2 separate regions of the Urocitellus parryii genome follow, and region 1 is linked to region 2. The links are chromatin contacts, called in public Hi-C maps. All regions are on one chromosome and are shown on one strand. Each heading gives the region's core, a stretch centred on a gene start, on an enhancer-like site or on the middle of the called end of the contact. The rest is flanking DNA. Distances are from core to core; before and after follow the strand shown.

The links. A called contact is a pair of places that touch in the nucleus more often than the background predicts.
Region 1: a Hi-C map of liver shows a contact between it and region 2, with 4 times the contacts expected there. The contact joins the promoter of Prkra here to the promoter of Rbm45 in region 2. A contact is called at or near these places in 2 of 2 Hi-C or Micro-C datasets (liver and muscle).

What each region holds. Positions count from the first base shown.
Region 1 is chr1:230,561,002-230,567,163 of mUroPar1.hap1, forward strand. Prkra (protein activator of interferon induced protein kinase EIF2AK2) reads right to left here and starts at 3,789. Exons shown (of 8, transcript XM_026392033.2): 1 at 3,460-3,789; 2 at 2,717-2,886. The coding sequence starts at 3,524. It overlaps Pjvk (pejvakin), which reads left to right and starts at 6,157. Exons shown (of 6, transcript XM_026392034.2): 1 at 6,157-6,162. The coding sequence starts at 6,157.
Region 2 is chr1:230,249,407-230,255,739 of mUroPar1.hap1, forward strand. It overlaps Rbm45 (RNA binding motif protein 45), which reads left to right and starts at 1,609. Exons shown (of 10, transcript XM_077802921.1): 1 at 1,609-2,007. The coding sequence starts at 1,636.

The DNA.
Region 1 (6,162 bases), core at 2,539-5,038, 310 kb after region 2:
TGACCTCTATGGCTGACAGCCCAGTGTGGGATTTTGTCTGCTAATAGGTTTCTGAAACATGTTACACCAAGCCTAAGAGTGAGCTCTAGGAAACCACACAAAAGTAGCAGTAGCATTGTTCTTCTTGATTCAGAACAGCTTTATGGAGAAAGAGAACTAAATGCACACTTGAAAGATGAGGAAAGTCTAGTAAAGGAGAGAGAACTAGGAGATTAGGAAGAGCATTCTTGGTAGAGGAAAGGCACCTGCAAAGGCTCAAAGGCAAAAGAAAGCAGTATTCTCAAGGCCGTAAGTGTTGCATATGGCTAATGTGTAAGAGCTCAAGGGGAGCAATTTTGAGATAAAAGGCTGGAGAACTTGGGGGCTGGGGAATGAGTTTTATATGTATATCCATAAACATACACATACACACACAGATATTATATATACTTGTGCTATTCAAACCTTAACATGTATAATAATTGACAAGGAATTTTGTTAAAACATACTCTGACCCCATACATCTGGGATGTGCCTTATATTCTGCATTTCCATCAAGTACCCAAATGATATAAATCCTGCTGTTGACTACATCTCAAGAAGGTAAGAAGTCACGTTAAAATTTTTGTATTTATCCAGAAGGTGATGGGGAAACCACTTAATGGATGTTAAGAGAAGGAGGACAAATTTGAGTACTAGGAAAAGAACATTTGTAGAGAATGGGCATTACACAGGAAGAAGATAAAAGAAGGGCTAGGTTTGTGGCTCAGTGATGGAATGCTTGTTTAGCACATGTGAGCACTGGGTTCACTCCTCAGTACTACATAAAAGTAAATAAAACAAAGCTTAAAAAAAAGTCTATCAAAAAATTTAAAAAGAAAAAAAGAGCAGTTATAACACAGAAGCTATAAACCAAAAAAAAGAGATGACAGTGGTCTGGATGGTAGCAATAGGAAGAAGAGAGAAAGAGACTCAATAGCTATTTAGTAGAGAGATTTTAATAACATACTGGATAAGAGAGGAGAGGAGTAAAAGATATCAAGAATACAAACCCTGGGGCTGGGGCTGTAGCTCAGTGGTAGAACGCTTGCCTTGCAGATGTGAGGCCCTGGGTTCGATCCTCAGCACCACATAAAAATAAATAAACAAATAAAGATATTGTGTCCATCTACAACTAAAATAAAAAAAAAAATAAAGAATACAAATCCTGAATTTCTACTGAGCGACTGTGTGACTATGCTGCCTTTTCAGAGAAAAGGAGTGCAAAAAAATGGGCTTAAGGGGAAAGATACATTCAGTTTGAGACAATGAGTCTGAGAGGCCTTTGTATCATCCAAACAAAGTTCCCCAGCAAGCACACAAGTTGATACACTGTTCTGCAAATGGGACTGGAGGAAAGATATTTCTTTATTATTAGCCTTTATCTGGTATTTGAAACCATGGAGGCAGATTAGCTAGCACAGGAAGACAGGGTAGTGGGAGAAGAGGTCCAAGGGATAATAATAGAAACAGGTGTTTTGTTTTGTTTTAATATTTTTCAGTTGTGGATGGACACATATCTTTATTTTATTTAATTTTTTATGTGATGCTGAGGATTGAACCTAGTGCCTCACACAGGCCAAGCAAGCAAGTGCTCTTCCACTGAGCCACAAATCCAGCCCTAGAAACAAGTAATCATTCCCTGGCCTAAAGCACACTGGGGTGGGAGGGACTACTTCTTTTTAAACTTCCACTGGATATTTAAAAATAGAACAACTTAAATAATAATGCAATGTTGACACTATGGCTCATATGAGGAACATTGCAGCCACACTTCTTATTCACCTGTCTCACATAGAAAAAAAGCTTCATATTTTTGTTAAAGTAGCTTCGATGAAAATAGGAGTCCAAATTTCCAGGGACACATACAAATGATGTCTTCAGATTATCAGATGATATAATTTCAGTCTTCCTACTAATGCTTTTCTTGGCATTTTTCCAAATTAAATTTAGTATTATTTTTTTGTTTGCAATTAAATAGGTATATGAGAAAAATAATGTCCATATTTACAAATGGGCATGCATCTGAATTTTGAAACTTCACTGCTGTGTGACTCAGAGCATGTTATTTATAATCTCTCTGAACCTGTTTCTTCATGTATAAAAAGGAGATACTATCTTATACAAAATACTTGTACAGTTTCAGGAACCAGAAGCTACTAAGTAATACAATGAATGGGAGTCTTTCTACATTCCTTTGTTTTGCCTTTTTTTTTTTGTTTGTTTTTTTTTGTGGACATAATTAAGAGTGATACAAGAGATCCAAAGTTCCAAATAATTCTATAAAGACAGAAGGGAAACTCAGACAACTCTGGGGTCATGCCTCCCTGTATCTGCTATAATTTATAAAACTATGAAACTTGATAGTACCTACTGACCCAGCTATGAGGGCTCCAAGAACCCTTCCGGTTTCTTTTTAATTCTTGGAGGAACCTTGGGAGGATCCTATAGTGTGTGAAGAGCCTTGTAGGATGCCTGGATAACTTTTTATTATCTGAGCATCCTTGTATCTGGAGAAGAGAAAATTAGAATCAGATGAAGTTGAAAAGCTCTTAACAACCTAATATATGAGGTCTCCGTTTTAAAACCTGCCCCTCATAGCTGTCTCTGGCAAAAGGGGCACTTTTCCCAATTGAAAAGCAACATCAAGTCTGGACTGCCAACCAGCAGGGTCAAGGGGTTAACTGTGCATACAGACCTGTGCAGGTTATGTCCCCAACGGTTACTCTGAAGGTGAAAGTTGGCACGTGTATCTGCACATCGGATCTTTCACATTCATAAACCGGGATGTTCTTGGTCTTCATGCCATATTCGTGTAATACCTGAATCGGTGTTTTCCCTGGCTTAGCTGTTATCATCTTCCCCAAACTGCAAAAACCAGAAAAAGGTGTGCTTTGCATGTCAAAGCAAACAGGGAAGCAGAAGCATACACAGGGCCAATTTTGACTGCTATCAATGGTGACCGGGGAATTACTGTAGCTTCCTGGCAGCCAGGACCAAAGCTGGCAAGGCCTGTGCGCACCTGTCTCCCAGCTCTGCTGCGGCAGTCACCCAGCAGGGGATAGCAGGGTGAAGGAGGGACGTCTTTATAGACAGAATTCGAATGCGGACAGAAAGGTGTTCTCAGGGGCACACGGCTACATACTCTCAAGACCAAGTCCACCAACCCAGTCCGCGCGTGTCACCTCTTGCCACCCCGTCTCCCCCGCGCGCCGCCAAGAGCCACAAAAGGGGCGGGGCGCGGCCACAGACCCCGGCGGCCCGGCCTAGACCCCAGCCAGTCGCCGCCAAGAGGGCGGGGCAGAGCACCACGGTGTGTGTGTGTGGGGGGGGGGCGACAGGAAGGGGCTTTACCCAGAATGCCGCCGGGGCCGGCTCCCCGCCCCCTCCTCTGCTGCCCACCACTCTCGGCCCTGCGGCCCCTACTGCCCGGGCTCGAACCTGAAGGTCCCGCTGTCCTCGCGCTCCAGTGGCGGAGCCTCCGCGCGACGTCTGCTTTGAGACATGGCAAGAAGGGACGGCTAGGCGGAGCGAGAAAGAGCGGTGCGGAACGGCGTCCTCGCTTCCCGCGTCGGCCGGTCCCCGAGCGGAGCTCTCCAGCACTACAGCCTCCCCGTCTCCTTGCTGCAGGCGTCCCTCTTGCGAAAGGAACTGGCGGGGCGGGGTGAAGGGAGGAAGGGCGGGGACTCGGCGTTATGGCGCCGGCCACACCCCCTCGCTGCCGGACCTCAGGCCCTGCTACTAGCCAGGCCCCGCCCCTCTCCCGGCTCTTCCCAGCGCCGGCTCTTCCCAGCTTGGCCTGCACCCCCTTCGGCTCCCAAGACTTCACGGTGCTGGCCCCTCCCCTCTCCAGGCCCCGCCCCCTCTGTCATACCCCAGCTTTTCCCAGTTCCCGCCTGCGCTCCACTTAAGCTCCTGTGGCATCCTGGTCGGTCATTTGTTTGCCGCTGTCACTGCGCCTGGAGCTTGAGTTTTGGGGCCTTAGGAGGTGGTTTGCCACCCGGAAAGAATGCTTATTCCTGTGGGCTCAGGGTTAGCGAGGCCAGAAGTCCAGTGTGTTTGAGGGGTGGGGAGGACAATCTGGGGACAGGTTCACTTTAAGAAAGATTTGAAAATGCTAATGCAAAATTGCTAGGGAACCTCTGAGAACCTGGCGATGAACTTGAGACCCTTGATTTATGGGCTCCTGAGAGCTCCTGAAAGCTGAGCAGCCTTTTCCAGCTTCTGCGTCCTCTGGGGCTTCTGGAGACCCTTCTCTCCTGCTGGGCGGGCTCCTTTGTCTTGGAGGCAAGTTGGACACCGGGTCAGCAGAGCCCAGCAAGGCTTGTTAGGTGTAAAGGAAGGCCTTTCTGTAGGCCAGGTTCCAGTTTTGTTGGTTGTAATGGCGTTGGTGGATGCGCTACCTTTTGTGGGGATCAGACTGCGACATTAGTTGTGTCGTCTCTCTAAATGTTTGCTTTCCACGTGCAGAAATGGTTCCCTGTGCTTACAAGGTGTTCTGGAAGATGGTTTTGCACAATGATGTTTTCACAATGGACATTATTATTTTTAAAAAAAATTTATAGTTGTAGATGGACAACGTGTCTTTTATTTCTTTATGTGGTGCTAAGGGTTGAACCAATGCTTTTGGAAGATGATTTTGCACAATACTGTTTTCACAAAGGACATTATTATTTTAAATTTTTTTCCCCTAGTTTTGGATGAACAGCATGCCTTTATATCTTTATGTAATGCTAAAGATCTAACCCAGTGCCTCACACATGCTGGGCAAGTGCTTTGCCACTGAGCTACAGCCCCAGCCCCCAGAAAGGACATTCGTTACTAAAAGTACATTTTGGGTTGCATTGACCCCTGAACACTGAAAAGCGAGTGAAAAAAAAAATACCAAGAATCTAATCAAATTAATTTCCATTATTTGAGGTTTGAATTAAGCCTAGTCTCTCTTCCTCTACACCACACATGTATGTATGTATGTATATCAACTAAATACCCAACTGTATTAAGTTTCAGTGAACATCTTTAAGGACCACAGAAACACTGCTTGAACGTTCATTAAAAATTTAGTATAGATTTGCTTTGGAAATGTATTTTTAGCTAAAATGTTTCTTAAAAACAAGTGAAAGGGGAGGGGAGGGGAAAGGGGGAATGGAAGGACAGCAGAATAAAATAGACATTATTATTGCTGTGGGTATATACGTGACTGCATGACTAATGTAATTCTGCAACCTGTACACTCAGAAAAATGAGAAATTATATCCCATCTGACATGTATGGTATGTCAAGATCAGTGTACTGTCATGTGTAACTAATTAAAACAAATACATAAATAAATAAAAAAGAAAAAACAAGTGAAAACCTTTTATAGATCTCTTTATAGATTGAGTAGGATAATAATGATGAAATAAAAACAAAATAAGTGCAGCATGACTCCATTTCAGTTTATATAGACTGAGTGCGTAGCTTCTGAGTAAGAAAACATTGCATAATATTTTATAGTTTTCTAAATGTGTAAAATGGCTTTAATTTAGTATTTTGTAAAGATCTGCAGGCATTTGTTTCCCTGTATTCTGTGTATTTGTATTTAATATTAGGCACTTGGTTTTTGTGAAAATGTTCCTGCATTAACTCTATACCACAAAGTTTCACTATTCTGTGGCCAAAATTTGCCTAGTGAACTTGTGAAGGAATTCCCTTTGGACTAGGTCCATTATAGATAGTATCCAGGACTAATGTTAGTGCCTAAATTGCAGTGTTTCCCATGGGGCTATCTGCTTCCCTCAGAATCAGCCCATTGCTACTAGAAAATCACTATCAACTGTGATTCTCATCAAAGATGTCAGTGGTATGTTGGAATTCATTTTCTGTGTATATTTTAGTGCTATAAATTGCCATTCCAAATTAGACTTGCTTTTAGTATATCATTTTACACCGTTGATCTATTATTTATTACTTGAGCACATGAAGACAGGCAATGTTGTGAGGTGTACGCGGGTAAACTACTTGGTGAAAGCATGCTTTGTATTTTTAACATGTATAATTGTATTAAGATCAAGCAAGCTTAGTTTTGTGCCTGGTTTTCTTGTTTGAAAATGGATTTTGTTACCTGGGGGTTGCAGTTGATGACATTTTGATATTAATATGTTT
Region 2 (6,333 bases), core at 359-2,858:
AATTCCTGACTCTTTGTTACCATCAAACAACTACATACTATCAAGGAGGTAAGAGAGGGCACCATAGTTAAAGGAATGAATTTGACAACTATCCCAGTTAGTAAGAAACATTATTTCTACTTTACAGTTGAAGTAATCTAGCTGGAAATACTAAGTAACTTGTCTAAGCTTATGCAATTTAGTGGCAAAACTATTTCTGTTCCCGGTTGTATATATAGCTCCTAGCACAGATCCTAGCACATAATTGTTGCACAATAAATGTTTATCTGTTTGACTTCATAGAAGCACAGGTCTTCGTACCCTAGTCCACTTTCAGGTATATGCCTTTCACTTCATTCTGATACTACTGCTAAATCCAGGCCTTATTTCTGCTGACCTCTCTTCCAAGACCCACTAACAAGAAGGTTTAGAAGTCAGTAGGCATTTCCTACTTTCTTTGCTCTCTACATTTTTTCCTAGTTCCTAGATGAGCAGCCGCCTTTTCTGTTCTGCACCTTTTCTGTGCTTGTGGGAGTCGAGTAAATCAACAGACACAGTTGGTTCTGGATTTGACTCTGTTCGGTAAGGATCACACAGAGGATCAGGAAAACTATGGCAAGAGGGGAATGTCAGTCCAGGTCCTCATCAGGCTCTCCAGAGCAAGTGAATCCTTGTTTCGGCTGGCTGAATCCCTGTTTGTTAGCTCTATTATTTATACTAAATTTGGGGTCTTTTGACCTCCCCCTTTCAATTCTTATCAGCTACCACAGGATTTCTCCATGACATCATTTATCCTGGGGTCAGAAACATCTGGTCTGGTGGTCTCCACTCTGATCGTCTAGCTTTTTTTTCCCCCTCTAATCAGGTAAGGACAGCCTGCCAGAGGCTGTTTATCTGGGTGAAGGGAAGTAACTTGTCTGAGGGCTATATTGAGGGCTCTGTTAGATGTGCCTAGTGAGACTGTAGGTTTCAAACTGGAGTTTTTAAAATGAAGTTGCTTAGACTCAAGCTAAGGCCATCCTCACAAGCAGTTTAATGATAATCCCCAATTTTGGTATCTAACTCCTAATAAAATCTTATCACTGTGGTCTGCCTTCAGCAAAAAATTCTGTTAAGCTAGAATTCCTCTTATCCCTGACCTTCAGTAATTTTCTATCTATTCTAATCTTGCTTCTGGCTATAAATGCCCTTTTATCTTATTAAAGTCAGAATTGAAACCAGTATCTCCCCCGACCCGTGTCCCCCTACCATGGCTCTAAGACCCCATTACAGGTCCCTATACCTATCACCAGATGGCCCCCTTGAATAAAGTCAGCCATCTTTAAGAAATGTCCTGAATAATTTTTTCTTTAACAATGACAACCAAGAATCCTTGGGTTCTTGGGTAGGGTAAAGCAAGAGCTGGCAAAGTCCCTGCACCAGGCAAGACTATTCTGGCTGTAGGGAACTAAGGATTACACAAACTAATGTTTGGACCTGGGTTTAGCAGGATTGAAGGACTGGACTTGGTGAGGGACCCCCGCGGCGCCAGGGGGCGCTGCAAGCTGCACCCGGAAGCCAGCACCCTCTGCGGCGGGACAGCTCCTGACGCTAGAGTCCTCCGTCTTCCGGAAGCCCAGCGGCGGACTCGCTAGAACTGGGTGCGCTACAGCGGCCATGTCGGACACAGCGGAAAAAGATAGGACTGACAGGGACGCGGGCCTGGCTCCCTCGCGGAGGTGGGGCATCATGGACGAAGCTGGTAGCTCTGCGAGCGGCGGAGGCTTCCGCCCGGGAGTGGACAGCCTGGACGAACCGCCCAACAGCCGCATCTTTCTGGTGATCAGCAAGTACACGCCCGAGTCTGTGCTGAGGGAGCGCTTCTCGCCTTTCGGCGAGATCCAGGACATCTGGGTGGTGAGGGACAAGCACACTAAGGAGTCCAAGGGCATTGCCTTCGTCAAGTTCGCCCGCAGCTCGCAGGCCTGCAGGGCTATGGAAGAGATGCACGGACAGTGCCTTGGCCCCAACGACATCAAGCCCATCAAGGTGCGGGTGCCCGGGTCCGGGTGCCCGCGGGGTCGGGGCTAGGACGTGGGGCTAGGACGGGCCCTGGTGTTGTGCCAGGACGGGGGAGGGGTGGACATCCACTCCCCGGAGCTGACCAGGCAGCACCTGGCAGGCGCGGGGGTGTTTGGGAGTGGCTTTGAGAGGGTCCCCGCCTCGGAGGGTGCACCCAGGAGCGCGGAGGGGCGCCTTCCAGAGAACTTCTTTCTCCCTTGCGAGTGGGAGGGACAGCCTTGGGCACTAGAGAGGCAGGAGCTGTGTTTCCGCCTCTCCCAGGTGGCCACTGCCCCTCTTTTGTTATCATCCCCACCCACCCCTGGCTTACCTTTTGGTGTTTTCTGACCCTCCTCTCTCAGACATTTCGGTTTACTATGTATATCTCTGCTTTTCCTCAGGTAAATAGGAAACTTAACTCGCGCCAAGTACATAGGTGAAATTGTGGCCCTCTGGGTTTGGATCTTTTCCCCAATACCAAACAAAAGTATTCATGTATGTAATACTAAGTGCAGGTGATTAAATGGCCCCTATTACATATTCTTCACGCTTCTGTGAGTTTTGAAATTATTTTATATAAGCCCTATTTGTGAAGATATTAATGCCGAACATTTGACTATTGATCCTGTTAAATGGCAGTTTTCTTTGAAAAAAGACCAAAGTAGGGGCTGGGGTTGTGACTCAGCACTAGAGCTCTCACCTAGCAGCCTGGGTTCGATCCTCAGCACCACATAAAAATAAAATAAATGCATTATGTCCAACTACAACTAAAACAAAATATTTTTTAAAAAGAGAACAAAGTAAACTCCCTTAAGAGGAGCCAAATCATTGTGATGGTAGTGTGGCTTTTGTATTATTTTAAGATGTTTATTTGTATGTTCTTAGTTCTTGTTTGTATACTCAGTTCATTCTTGAAGTATTTATATTCTATTTCTATACTTAGTCATCTGTAAAATTAAGGGCCCATAGAAGAAAGGGTCATTTTCAGGGTTATTTGACTTAATCTATCCTTTTAGCACAATTCCTGGCAGAAGGGAAACCCTCCATATATGTTTATTGATCAATAGTAGCCAAGATGTCACTCCTTACTTACTGTGACTTCAAATCAGGACTCAGTCCTGAGAATCTAACAGTCGTTTAAATTGTACTCTTCACCTGTCTTCTAGAGGTAGTTGCTGTATATGCAATTCTATTGGAATTTTCCACAAATTTTTTTCTTTCCTCTCAATTTTCTTTTTTTCCCCTCTTTCTTTTATTTTCTGTTTTTTTTTATTTACAGAAAATTGAGAAGAATATTAATATGGAATTCTAAATTAATAACTCAGATATTATAGTCTCTGGAGGTCCTGCCTGTACCTCCTCCATACACAAAAGAGAAAGAGCCTGGGAATATACCAGTAACACAGTAGACACTAACAAAAATACATGACAATCTAGTGTGTTCATGTCAGTATAGAGCTTCAAAATACATGAAGCTTTATTGACAGAACTAAAAGGAAAAAGATATATGATAATCACCTCCTGAAATTAATTGTAGAGCGATAGCATACACTAGTTCAGGAGTTGGCAAACCTCTGTAAAGGGCCACATAATAAATAATTCCCACTTTTTAGGCCACATACAGTCTCTGTCACATCTTTCTTTTTTTCAATAGCCCTTTAAAAACAAGAAAATTCTTATATCATGAATTATACCAAAAACAAGGAGCTACAATTTGCTGATACCTGCAATAGATTGATAATTTTCATCTCTTTGTATTTATGGCCTTAATGTAATGGATTTTATAATTTGGAATATAACATGATCTCAGCCCATGCAGGCAACTCAAAAAAGAGACCCAAGTTTGAAACTGCCTGCCTTCAATAAATTCCTACACAGGAAATTTAGTCTAGACACAGAAACATAGCCTCCCTCAGCCATAGAGAAGTTAAAGTGCTTGTTCCCAAAGAGAATTAAAGTTTACAATTCTGTTTTTCACATTTTTGTCCACTCAGTTTCAGCCAGAAGATTGTATCACTATTGTACCTAGCCAGACAATCAAGGCTCATTCTTCAGCAGCTACAGCTCAGGTTGTCTCCCACTGGAGCACATCTGGTTTTCTTTCTTTTTTTCAGTATTTCCAGTTAAATTAATTTAACTTCTGTTTTTTCACATGTACTTTGTTTTTGCAAAGTTCCAAAGGATCTCCAAGACAAAAATATTACAGCACCAGGCTTCCGGTCAAAAGATTGTCCAAGTAAAAAGTAGTCTGTGACCAGCTATGGGATGGATTACCTGGAGGTAAAAAGTAAACCTAGAAAATAGAAGAATCTTGGTTCTAGCTTTGCAAGAATACCCCATCTAGAATATGTCTTCATAGTGTATGAAAATAAAAATATGTATGGAGAAATCTTCCATTAGTGTTGAAGTGCTCTACATCCTTTATTGGCGATTTCAAATACTTCAATCCTCAAAAGTTTAGAAGTGTGCATCTGATAGAATATCTAATCACATTTTACCTGAGTCCCCTTTATTTCCTGTAGTGTCTTTGCATATTCTTAGAACTTCCCTTTTTGTATTTTCCTATTGATCATTTATTTCTGGGGCATCCACTAAGCTAGGTTTGCAGTTAACCATTTCTGTGTTACTCATTACTCTTATTACTAATGCCTCAAACAGTGCTTCACATATTGTGTAGATCTGGGGGAGAGTACTGGGATTTGAACCCAGGGGTACTTTACTACTGAGCTACACTACATACCCAGTCCTTTTATTTTTTAATTTTCAGATTGGATCTCCCTAAGCTGCTGAGGGCTTCTTAAGTTGCTGAGGCTAGCTCAAACTTGGGATCTTCCAACTGCTGCCTCTTGAGTTGCTGAGATTATAGGCATATTCTACCACACAGAGCCATGTAGTGTAAATTACTGAAGAAATAACAGGACATACACTTCATTTAGAGTTGTCTCTTGCCCTGTCTCATAAGCGGAATCCCACACCTCTATGTCAGGCTGTATTTTGAGCAAAAATAATGGCCTGCTTTCCCCATGGCTCTGATGTCATTTTTTTTTCAACATTTATAAAATCCCATGGCTTTTTAAGTTGAGTGTCCTTTGGGTTCCTGTCTCCTTCTCTGGAATTTCATAGTCCTGGTTTTCTCATACTTGAATGATATACTGACACTTTAAAGGAAACACAAAACCTCAAGGGTTCTTGTATGTGTAGTGATTTAATTAATTACATTACATTTCTTCAAGTTATTTTTAAAACTAGCCATTAAACTTATTATGTTTATAATTATATAAACATATCCATGATCTTAGTCACAGATTTTTAAAAAATATTTTTAGTTGTAGATGGACACAGTACCTTTATTTATTTTTATGTGCTGAAGATTGAACCCAGTACCTCACATGTGCCAGACAAGCACTCTACCACTGAGCTACAACCCCAACTCTTAGTCACAGATTTTTAGCATTGCTTTAGATTAGTATAAAAACAAAGTACATTTAGAAATCAATACTACAAAGCAAATTCAGAGTACTCTTATGTCATAAAAAAATATTTCAATAAACAGAATTGCCAGTATTGAGCCTCCTGTGCATTTCCCTACTCACACAGGAGATCATTTGAATAATCACTGAGATGACTCAGAACATGGTTATGCTACTTTTTCTAAATATTAATACTAAGAAAGAAAACAAAATATGACAATCTAGACTCAAACCCAACTGTATCAGCAGTTACATTAAATGTAAATGACTAAATACTCCAATTAAAGGGAAGAGATTTATAAGATTTAAGAAAAACCAACTAAGTGCTGTTTATCAGAGTCATGCTGAGGGGTTGGGGGAAAGCTGGTGTAGTATCAGACAAAATAGACTTCAGTTCATATATTAACAGACATGACATAATTTCATAAGAATGAAAGTATCAGTCAAAAAAATATATAGAAAACCCATTTGTTTATTCAGCCAATAATCTTAAAAATACATGAAGTATTGACAGAATTAATGGATAATTCATAATCAGATATTTATATTCTTATTATCTAATTGAACAAGTAGACAAAATAAAGTATATAATATCTTAAGTATATAATGGACATTTATGGAACACTGTCAAACAACTGCCAAGTATACATTCTTTTTAAGTACAGTGACTTGCTAATCAAAAGTACAAAATGAAAAATGCATTTGAAAAAACATTGCAGAGATTGATATTATACAAAAAGTCATTGCAATAAAGATCTTAGAAAAAAAGACTCCATCAAATTGCATTTTAACCTAATGGGCATTTAATCATAAAGTAAATGTATTTAAGGAACAGAAAAAAGTT